Regions from separate parts of the Zea mays genome. Here regions 2 and 3 are each linked to region 1. Evidence: chromatin contacts called from public Hi-C data. All regions are on one chromosome and are shown on one strand. Each heading gives the region's core, a stretch centred on a gene start, on an enhancer-like site or on the middle of the called end of the contact. The rest is flanking DNA. Distances are from core to core; before and after follow the strand shown.

Region 1 (2,890 bases), core at 207-2,706:
CGAGAACCATTCTTCTCCCTAACCAGAATGTACCCAAGAACATGCTTCCAAGAGCCTCCACACCGTTGTTTCAGACACTCCTGATCTTCTTGCTTCATCTGCTTAAACATGGTCCTTTTCTGGCACATATCAAATGCCGCAAGCTCCGGAAGTGACAATGCAAAGTCTGGTGCAAAACTTGCAGGTTTGCCGAAAAATACGCATGTAGCCTGAGGACAGAGAGGCTTAATTCATCAGTAGCAGCGTCAGTTACTAAAACATAAAAGCGCTGAGTGAGTGTGGTTGTATGACTTGCCTCCAGATTGGCGAGATCTTTCGGACCTAGATCACAAGATGAGAGCACATGGAGAACAATGGAGGGGCTCACAGCAAGGGGAAATTCGCCTGGGGATCCATCCCCATAGCAATGGCGCTGTGAACGTTGTATTAATGTTGCCAATGGAGATGAATGGGCGATAGACTCATCAGCATTGCTATGGAATTGCATCACTGGCGAGGTTCCACTAGCAGCAGTGTCCATGGGGCACTGCATGTTGCACTCTACAGATGGATGAGAGCAGAAGCAGAGGACTCGGTCTGATAAGAGAAACAAATGACAGTCCGTCACACTTTCGACAAATAGATTGTGCAGCAAGTGCAGGTTTTACACAAACTGGAAGGAGAACAGCAGCAGCAACAAAGAGTTAGATGATCACATTCATAGCTGCGTTTCATCTAAGTTGCTGTCTGCAGAAGACAGACTGATCATATAGTCTCCCTAACAAATTAGCATCAGAATAAACTACGGCTTAGCAACACAAAGGATGGCAGGAAAATGCATCCGTCATTTAACAATAGATCGCATCCTGAAATCAAGATCGACGCAGATCAGACCTTAACGGAGCGTTTAGCACTCGATCATCCCATACCTCTGAGGAAAAAAAAAGATTTTAAAACATGATGATCCGTGGTCAATAGCGGTATATCGCAACAAAAGCTATGGTTCCACCGAAAAATTCCTACAGTATCACAAAATCCCGTTTTAAAGACATCCAACAGACCGATTCCCCACTCGATCACCAAAAATCCCCATATCCGCTCACCAGTCACCACCATGGCCGCTCCAAACCTTCGAAATCCAGCCAAATCCCCCACAAACCATGAACAAATCTTACCTTCCCCGACAGATCGACCAAGAACGGCGAGAAAATCGATCGGATTCCATCAGATTCCCCCCAAAAGCTCTTATCCCCTCTAAATTCGCACATCAACAGGAAGAAAAAAAAGAGAAGCCGCCCACAAAATCGAAGAAGGGGGAGGGCCGGAACAATCCAGATATAGATATAGGCCCGATCGAGGCATCGTACTAGGATTTATAGGAGGGGTTGGTGGTTCATCCGATCCTCGCCGGCTGCAGCGTTGCAACCTCAGCAACTGGGTGCGCACGGAGCGGCGGCCAAGGTGTCGGGGCTGGGAAGTTAGCTAAGGAAGTAGAAAAGGCACAAGGATGCGTCACTCCCATATTTATAGATGCGTTTGTAGGTGCCACGTCAGCATCCTGCTGCGCCTTCAGAGAATGGAGGCGATGATCATCAGGTTCAGGCCGCATTCGGAGCCTCATCTTTCGTAACTGTTGACAACTGTTGAGGGTTGAGTTTATCTTGTGGTTCAACGCCAACGGCACGAATCTCGGCCATTTCCGCGTAAACGGTTACGATGGACAATCATCGTGATTACTAATAACCCCAACCCCATGCATAAAAAGAGAACTGCGATCAGTCACATTGGCTCAGATTAGTTGCCTGGACATGCGGACTCTCCCAACCAAGCCAAAAGCACATCCTCTAGTTGCATGCGCGGGTACCTAGGAGCGAGGCCACGCTAGTCCACCCAACCAATTAGATGGATTTTAAACCTTCCAAGCGATAGATGACGCAGCAAATATCACGCGTAAATCTACTAACTACCTTAACGAACTAACCGTAGTTCACTTGCATTGAGATTCAAATAAGACCTAGAGACCTAGACCACTTTTGATTTAGTTAAAAAAAACACCATAAAAGGATATGAATATAGTGCCACCTTGATTTTGAAATAAGATATGATCATCCCTAAATATGGAATACATTGTTGATTGAGACATCTTATCTAATAGACAAAAACCAATTCAATACTTTTTTTTACTTTTATGTTATTGTTTATCTCTTGATTCAATGAAGACATCCTAGGCTTCCTAGCTGATCTAGAGTAACTTGACGATGTCTTTGACTCTTTGTCCCGATAGGGTGTCTCTTACTCCTAAATGAGAGCTCTGATGGTTAATTTGCTAACTTATTCGAAAACTAGTCGTTCTTCATCAAGGAAATATGATGGCCATCTTTTGATTGTTTGCTTGTAAGCTTTGTCGCTCTTCGCCGTAAAAGTGTATTAGTTATCTGCCATGTTATTCAGTCTGTAGCGACCCATATGATAGATATTCTTGATAGTATGTGAAAATAATCTTTGAATTAACACAATTTTGGTGGCTGTACTAGGAACGATCGTTTCAGCTCTACTTTTACAGCAAAATTATCTTGCCCTAGCCATATTCTCAATTGATCTATGATCTTATGTTTTCCATCACTATTGCATCTAGTATAAAAGATCGATTGCATCTGGTTCTGACCCCTTTGTTATCTTGCTTGTTGTTTTGTAACTTGTTAGTGTTGCTATTATAAAAATCAGCAAGGTGATTGAATTATTAATTATGAAGTTCTAAGGTGTTGCATCACAATTATTAGTATCCAGAAAAGGCATGTTCCCGGATACTCAACACCGATGAAGGAAAACATCGACAAGCCTGGCTCGTACTCTCAGGGCCCAATGCTCGGGGACCTACTGAAAGGGAAATATATCTTTGGCCCATTTATAA
Region 2 (2,890 bases), core at 122-2,621, 650 kb after region 1:
AGTTGATTAGACTGGACGCTGGATAGGTACTTGTCTGGTGAAAAAAATTTATTGGGCAGCTGAAAACTTCAGTTCAACTCCCTTCGTTTTTGGACCTTGAGTGCTCAAAAGGCTATGATTAACAGTAGAATTGACAATAAAGAGCATACTAAAAAGCCTAATCACTAGCAAGAGTTCGCCAACTATAGTTACCATAATCACGCATTATAACAATTTAACAGTGAGGCTTTCCATGTGATCTGTCAATCCCTATAGTGCAGTCAACACAGGTTTGAAGCAACAGAATCTACTGTCTAGCAAACCCCTCAAATAATTGGAACAACATTCAAATATGAAATCTGGATACTCTTCTAATCTTTCTAGCCAAAATCAAAGATCCATCCATGTTTGAACCTTCTTTAGCAGCAGTGGTAGCAGGATGTGGCATCAGAACTACAGCTGCCCCCTGGATGTTACTGCATGTTTGGACCACAATGAATTGCTTTACAGGAACCACATCATCCCAAGCCCCTATCCTTCTTCCTTCAGCCAGTCACATTGTTTTAATACTAATCTGAGTATCTGACAAAGAAACTTACTTTGAACAACCCATATATTCGATTGCATCAACATTCAATCATATAATTGGATCGACCGGGTACATGTTTAGTGCAAATCCAGACTCTTCTATTTGTGCTAAAATTTCTTTGTTTCTGGACCTCGACTGCTCAAAACTACAGGCTAGTTCCTACTAGCACTTGGCCTACACCTATAAACACTTGCAGCTGTCGTAAATCCTCAAATCCAAAAGTCTTACCAAATCCACAACCATTGTAACAAAATGTAAATAAACTAAGCTAATTCTGATTAAAAAACAAAATGATATGATAGAGATAACAGTACATCAGCACCAGAGCAAGTCAAAGAATCGAATGGAATTCAGTAAAAGGACATGAAATGATCCAATTACCGGGATCGGGGCCCTTGGGGGCGGTGGCGCAAATCTGCTGGTTGGGGCACCCAGCGCAGGCATCCGCCTTCCCCGCCTCCTCCGACTGCGTTCCAGGGCAATCTGCCAACACCAAATAAAGAATACTCAAAAACACGAACACCCATGAACTAAGCCTGAGTAAAGCAACCCAGCGATCGAAACAACTTCAAGGTGCCCTCAAATTTCGCAAATGAAACAAGGTTACACCCCTCTTGGTAAGAGACGATCAAACTCCACAAAATCGTGGATGCAGAAAACCGGCCCAAAACGCAAAGAAGAGAAGAGGAAGAACGAGCCCACCAGAAGGCACAGGGGGAACGATTCCTTACGTTCGTTCGCATCGTTGGGAACGTCGCCTTTGCCGCCGCCGTTCTCCATTTCTCCCTCTTTTCCAACTGTTCCTAAACTGGGGTTTGTGTCGTCTCGTGGAGTCGTGGTCTCGGACTCGGTATACGGCGCTGTAGGTGCGCCGAGCCGCCAGCTACTTTGTGTTCGATGCCTGCGCTGCGAACGTGAATGTTCAGTGGGTTTACAAAACTGGTCAGTTTTAGGCTCTCTAAAGACTTTTGTACCCTAAATATAGAGTATTAAACGATCATCTACGCTCCACAACAACGTTCTCTAAACGGTCCTCTAAATTTAGAGGACGCTGCTGGATTCTCTATATATATAGGTCCTCTATCAATTTGAATACTTTAAATAATCGGTTTAGCAAAACTAAAATCTATTACTACTCTATAAGACAGCAAGGAGGGCGTCCACAGTTGTCGTGCCCCCGCTCCCGCACATCGCGCCGCCCCATCTTCCCCGACTGTCGTCCCGCCGCAGAAATCTCGCCTGTCCCTCCCCCCTCGCCCGCACGTGGACCCGCCTCTCCTCGCCGTGATCTCCACTTCTAGCAATGACGTCCGCGCAATCCACTCCCCCCGATCTGCCTCACCTCCATGGAAGTATTCGATCTGCCGCTCCCAAATCTCTCCCTGGAATGTCGATCCGCGTGATCCACTCCCCCGATCTGCCTCACCTACATGAAGTACCCGATTTGTCGCTCCCAATCTCTGCATCGCGTGGACGCCTTCCATGGAGTCTCTGTACGTATGCGCGATTTACTCCCCCTCCCCCGATCTGCCGCTCCCAATATCTCCCTGGAAGACCGATCTGCATGGTGTGGACGCTCCATGGAGTCCCCACCCCGCAACCCCGCTCCGTGCTGTGCGGCGACGCGATCCTTGCCGTCCTTCGCGAGCCAGCGCCGCGCCGGCTCATGGAGTGGGACATCTAGCAGCCGAAGAAGAAGTTCAAGAGGGGCGGCAGACGCTCGTTCGCTGCGTAAGACGATGAGGACTTCAAAGCCGACTCCAGCGATTTGGATTTGGAGCTCACAGAAGGGGCTGACTCCAGAAGGGCTTTCTCCAGAGGTATTAGCTCAAGCTTATTTTCTATGGTGGTATACGTTTTTTTGCGTTTGATTGTTGCAGACGATTAGAATCTACGAGTTGGTTGGGGTGCCGCCGCCACCGCAGGGAACCCCTCGCTGGCGGGTCTGGTCGAGTCTGGTGCGCTTGTACGCGTATCGTGGCGACAGTTTGGCCCTGTCCCGGCGTGGTGGCTGCTAAACTTCATGGAGCTCGAGGACGTGTGGATCCTCGGCACCTCGCACCTCTCCGCGTCCTCCACACCGTCAAACCCGACAACGTCGTCGTCTAGCTCTGCCGGAGCAGGCAAGGACGTGCATCCCCTTAAATGTTATGCTGCTTAAACAAATGCTGTCAAATCTTCTTCCGGGAGCGGGGCTAACAAACCACGTTGCAGAGCCCTCACTTCGGAGCTGGAATCATGTACTCGTCCAGTGCCAACGAGCCGCTTTTGAAGTCCAACATGTTCTCTCTTGGTGGCTCCAAGTTCTTAGGCGCAATCAAC
Region 3 (2,890 bases), core at 265-2,764, 570 kb after region 1:
TTTTTTTCTCAATCAATCAATCCTACTACCACTACCACCATCTATCCAACAACCGAGCCAGTAAATAGCCAAGGATGCCAGGAAGCAGTAATTCGAGAGCAGGAAACCGGGGAACTCACGCTTTGGTGGCGGCGTAGACGGAGTAGAGCGGATCAGAAGGCACGACGGAGGCGGCGCCGGAGCCGATGTTGACAATGGCGCCGCGCTTCCGCTCGACCATGCCTGGCAGCACGGCGTGCGTGACCCGCGTGACGCCCTCGACGTTGACCCGGATGAGGCTGCGCATCAGCTCCTCGTCCACCTCGTGGAAGTAGCGCGCGTACGGGTAGGACAGCCCGGCGTTGTTGACGAGCACGCCGACGTCGAGGCCACGGATGGAGTCCTTGAGCGCCTCGACGCCGGCCGCGAGCCCCTCGCTGGCGAAGTCGAGCACGAAGGTGCGCACCTCGGGGACCTTGGGGTGCTTGGCCCTGATCTCGGCGGCCACGGCGGCCAGCTTCTCCGGGTTGCGGCCGACGAGGACGAGCCCGAGCCCGGCCGCGGCGAGGCGGAACGCGACGGCGCGGCCGATGCCGTCGGTGGCGCCCGTCACGACGGCCCAGGCGCCGTAGCGGCGGCGCAGGGGCTTCCCCGGGCGGAGGAACGCGGCGTAGACCCAGAGCGCGAAGCGGGCAGCGGCGCGGACGGCCACGAGCAGGCCCACGGCGGCCAGCACCAGCGCCCAAGCCGGCTGCGCGCGGAGGAACTCGACGTGGGCGCACGTGCCGGCCATGGCGCCGTCTGATTCGTGTAGCTGGTCGATGCGGTGCGGTGTCGAGCTTTGGACGGGACTTATTAGTAACGGGGATGGGCTTTCTCTGGTGGTGGGTGGAACTGGTGTACCAAGACTAACCGAACACGAACAGAAATTCTCTCTCGTTGGTAGAGTTCGTATCGACGGACAGATTTCAAATTGGATTTTTAAGAAGTTCTGGTGGTGGTAGTTTTATTAGAAATGTATATAGGTCCGGTGTAGCAAAGAATGCGAGTCAAAGTAGCAAGCAACCTTTGAATGGATGGATCGCAGGTTTACAACAACATGGCCTGGGGGTTTCAAAACGAAGTACCCACACTCTTTGGACACGTCAAACTCATCGACGTGTTTGGTAGGCTCACCGGCACCGCCCAGTGTTTTGCAGACGAACCGTGGCCTGCGAGCTGCGAAGACAGCAGCAGCGGCAGAGATGCAGACGCAGCCACGCAGGTAGGGCTGAACTGGCTGGCATCAGGCATCCGGATTCCGGAGGCCGGAGCAGGTGCACACCAGAGGCAAACCGAGTCCACGGCGGTGCACCGGGCGCAACTTGGCTCTGATGTAGTTACTGTGGAGAGTCTTGACGACGATGGGGACGGCGGTGCTGGCAGGCAGTGGCGGCCTGCATGACGGGTGCCCAGCTCGCTGCCCATCGAGCCGAGGCGCGCCAGCGAGGAGTGGCGCCGTGCCGGACACTGGCAGCATTAACGCACGCGCGGCTGGCGCTGGCGGTCAGGTGGGGAGGAGGGATTAAGGTCGAACAAATAAGCCTAGTTCGGGTGTCCCCATCTAGGCCGGATATGTCTGGATTGGGGACAAATTCAGATTAGCACAATAAAATTTTTAGGTCTAAAACTTCTCATGTTCGGTTAAGTTCATTAAAATTCTAGCCCATAGATTTAAATTTTTTTCGAGCAGGTTATGGATTAGAGCCATGTTATGAAGGGTCTAGAAAAAAATCCGAGGTAAGCGACAAATACAAGCAGTGGATTGGCGGCGGCGGAGAACATGAGGTGCAGACGAGCGGCAGCTGCGCCGGCGACATCCTCCCCGCCACCGGATTGGCGGCAGCGGAGAAGACGAGGTGCATACGAGCGGCAGCTGCGGCAGCTGTGCCAGCGATATCCTCCCCGCCATCGGCAACCTCTACTATGCTAGCAGCCTTCTTTCCGGTTGGTCTCTCTTTTGTTAGATAGGGTTCTTGGGTCGAGTTTGTTCGCTCGTGCGACATGCGTGTGTGCCGCTCGCTCCCCACCTCGCGCGACGTTTCTTAGGTTGAGTCCATTTGCATTGCCTGCTTCTTAGCGCTTGTCAGCATTCTTCTGCTTACAGCCTCCATGCAGGGGTGCACCGTCGGCAGCGATGACCTGCTTCTTACCAGATTGGCGGCTCGTGCTCCCATGAAAATGCCATCGTGCTGTTGCCGGACTTGGACGCCGCCACCTCTTCCAGATTCATGTCGTTGGTCGTGAGCGAGAGATGCAACAGGACTCTTGGAGTTTTATAGCAACAGCAGAAGGAGGAGGTTGGCATGGTGGGCAGTAGGGATAGCAGTATTTCTTTACTCTGAAGAAGGGCACACACCTCCTGAAATGCTAGTCTAATGCATTTTTTGTGGCTAACTGAGTGTCAAATAGTACAGGCACCTGAATTTTTCTGGTTGTAGTTTGTTTGATAAGGTAGCACACTATTCTGAACTTTTAATTTGATAAAGTTACCACCAGTTTAATTATCTAACAACTTGTTTTTCAAATTGTCCCTGCTCTAGTAAGAGTCGGCGAGGACGAGCATCCCCCATCCTGGGTGCTAGTGCTTGACCCATGTTTTCTAAGTACCAACCAAAACCTAAAGAAATTGAATTATATGACATGCGTAACTAGCTCTAGTAATTAGTTTTCCTTATGCCTCTTGATGCTTCTTTTAGCTTTGCTATGGACATGAGCAACAGAGATCACATTAGGAGGGAGGAGGATGATGACTACATCTTCCTTTTGATTCTCCCTTCCCTACATCTCTTGGGCTATCTTGGACATAGTAAAAAGAAATTGAGGCATACATCAGCGTTGACCAGGGAAGAAAATGTTTGGGAGCTACTTG

The links. A called contact is a pair of places that touch in the nucleus more often than the background predicts.
Region 2: a Hi-C map of ear shows a contact between it and region 1, with 2.8 times the contacts expected there. The contact joins the promoter of LOC100282965 here to the promoter of LOC100279306 in region 1. A contact is called at or near these places in 3 of 25 Hi-C or Micro-C datasets (ear, leaf and tassel).
Region 3: a contact with region 1 is called in a Hi-C map of endosperm, with 5 times the contacts expected there. The contact joins the promoter of LOC103653730 here to the promoter of LOC100279306 in region 1. A contact is called at or near these places in 3 of 25 Hi-C or Micro-C datasets (ear, endosperm and tassel).

Annotation. Positions count from the first base shown.
Region 1 is chr4:137,183,946-137,186,835 of Zm-B73-REFERENCE-NAM-5.0, forward strand. It overlaps LOC100279306 (putative regulator of chromosome condensation (RCC1) family protein), which reads right to left and starts at 1,457. Exons shown (of 5, transcript NM_001152327.1): 1 at 296-1,457; 2 at 1-209. The coding sequence starts at 532.
Region 2 is chr4:137,829,499-137,832,388 of Zm-B73-REFERENCE-NAM-5.0, forward strand. It overlaps LOC100282965 (nucleotide-binding protein 1), which reads right to left and starts at 1,372. Exons shown (of 3, transcript NM_001155870.1): 1 at 1,300-1,372; 2 at 950-1,051. The coding sequence starts at 1,348. LOC103653731 (a long non-coding RNA gene) reads left to right here and starts at 2,863. Exons shown (of 3, transcript XR_002268780.1): 1 at 2,863-2,890.
Region 3 is chr4:137,755,227-137,758,116 of Zm-B73-REFERENCE-NAM-5.0, forward strand. LOC103653730 (very-long-chain 3-oxoacyl-CoA reductase 1-like) reads right to left here and starts at 1,515. Exons shown (of 3, transcript NM_001301522.1): 1 at 120-1,515. The coding sequence starts at 772.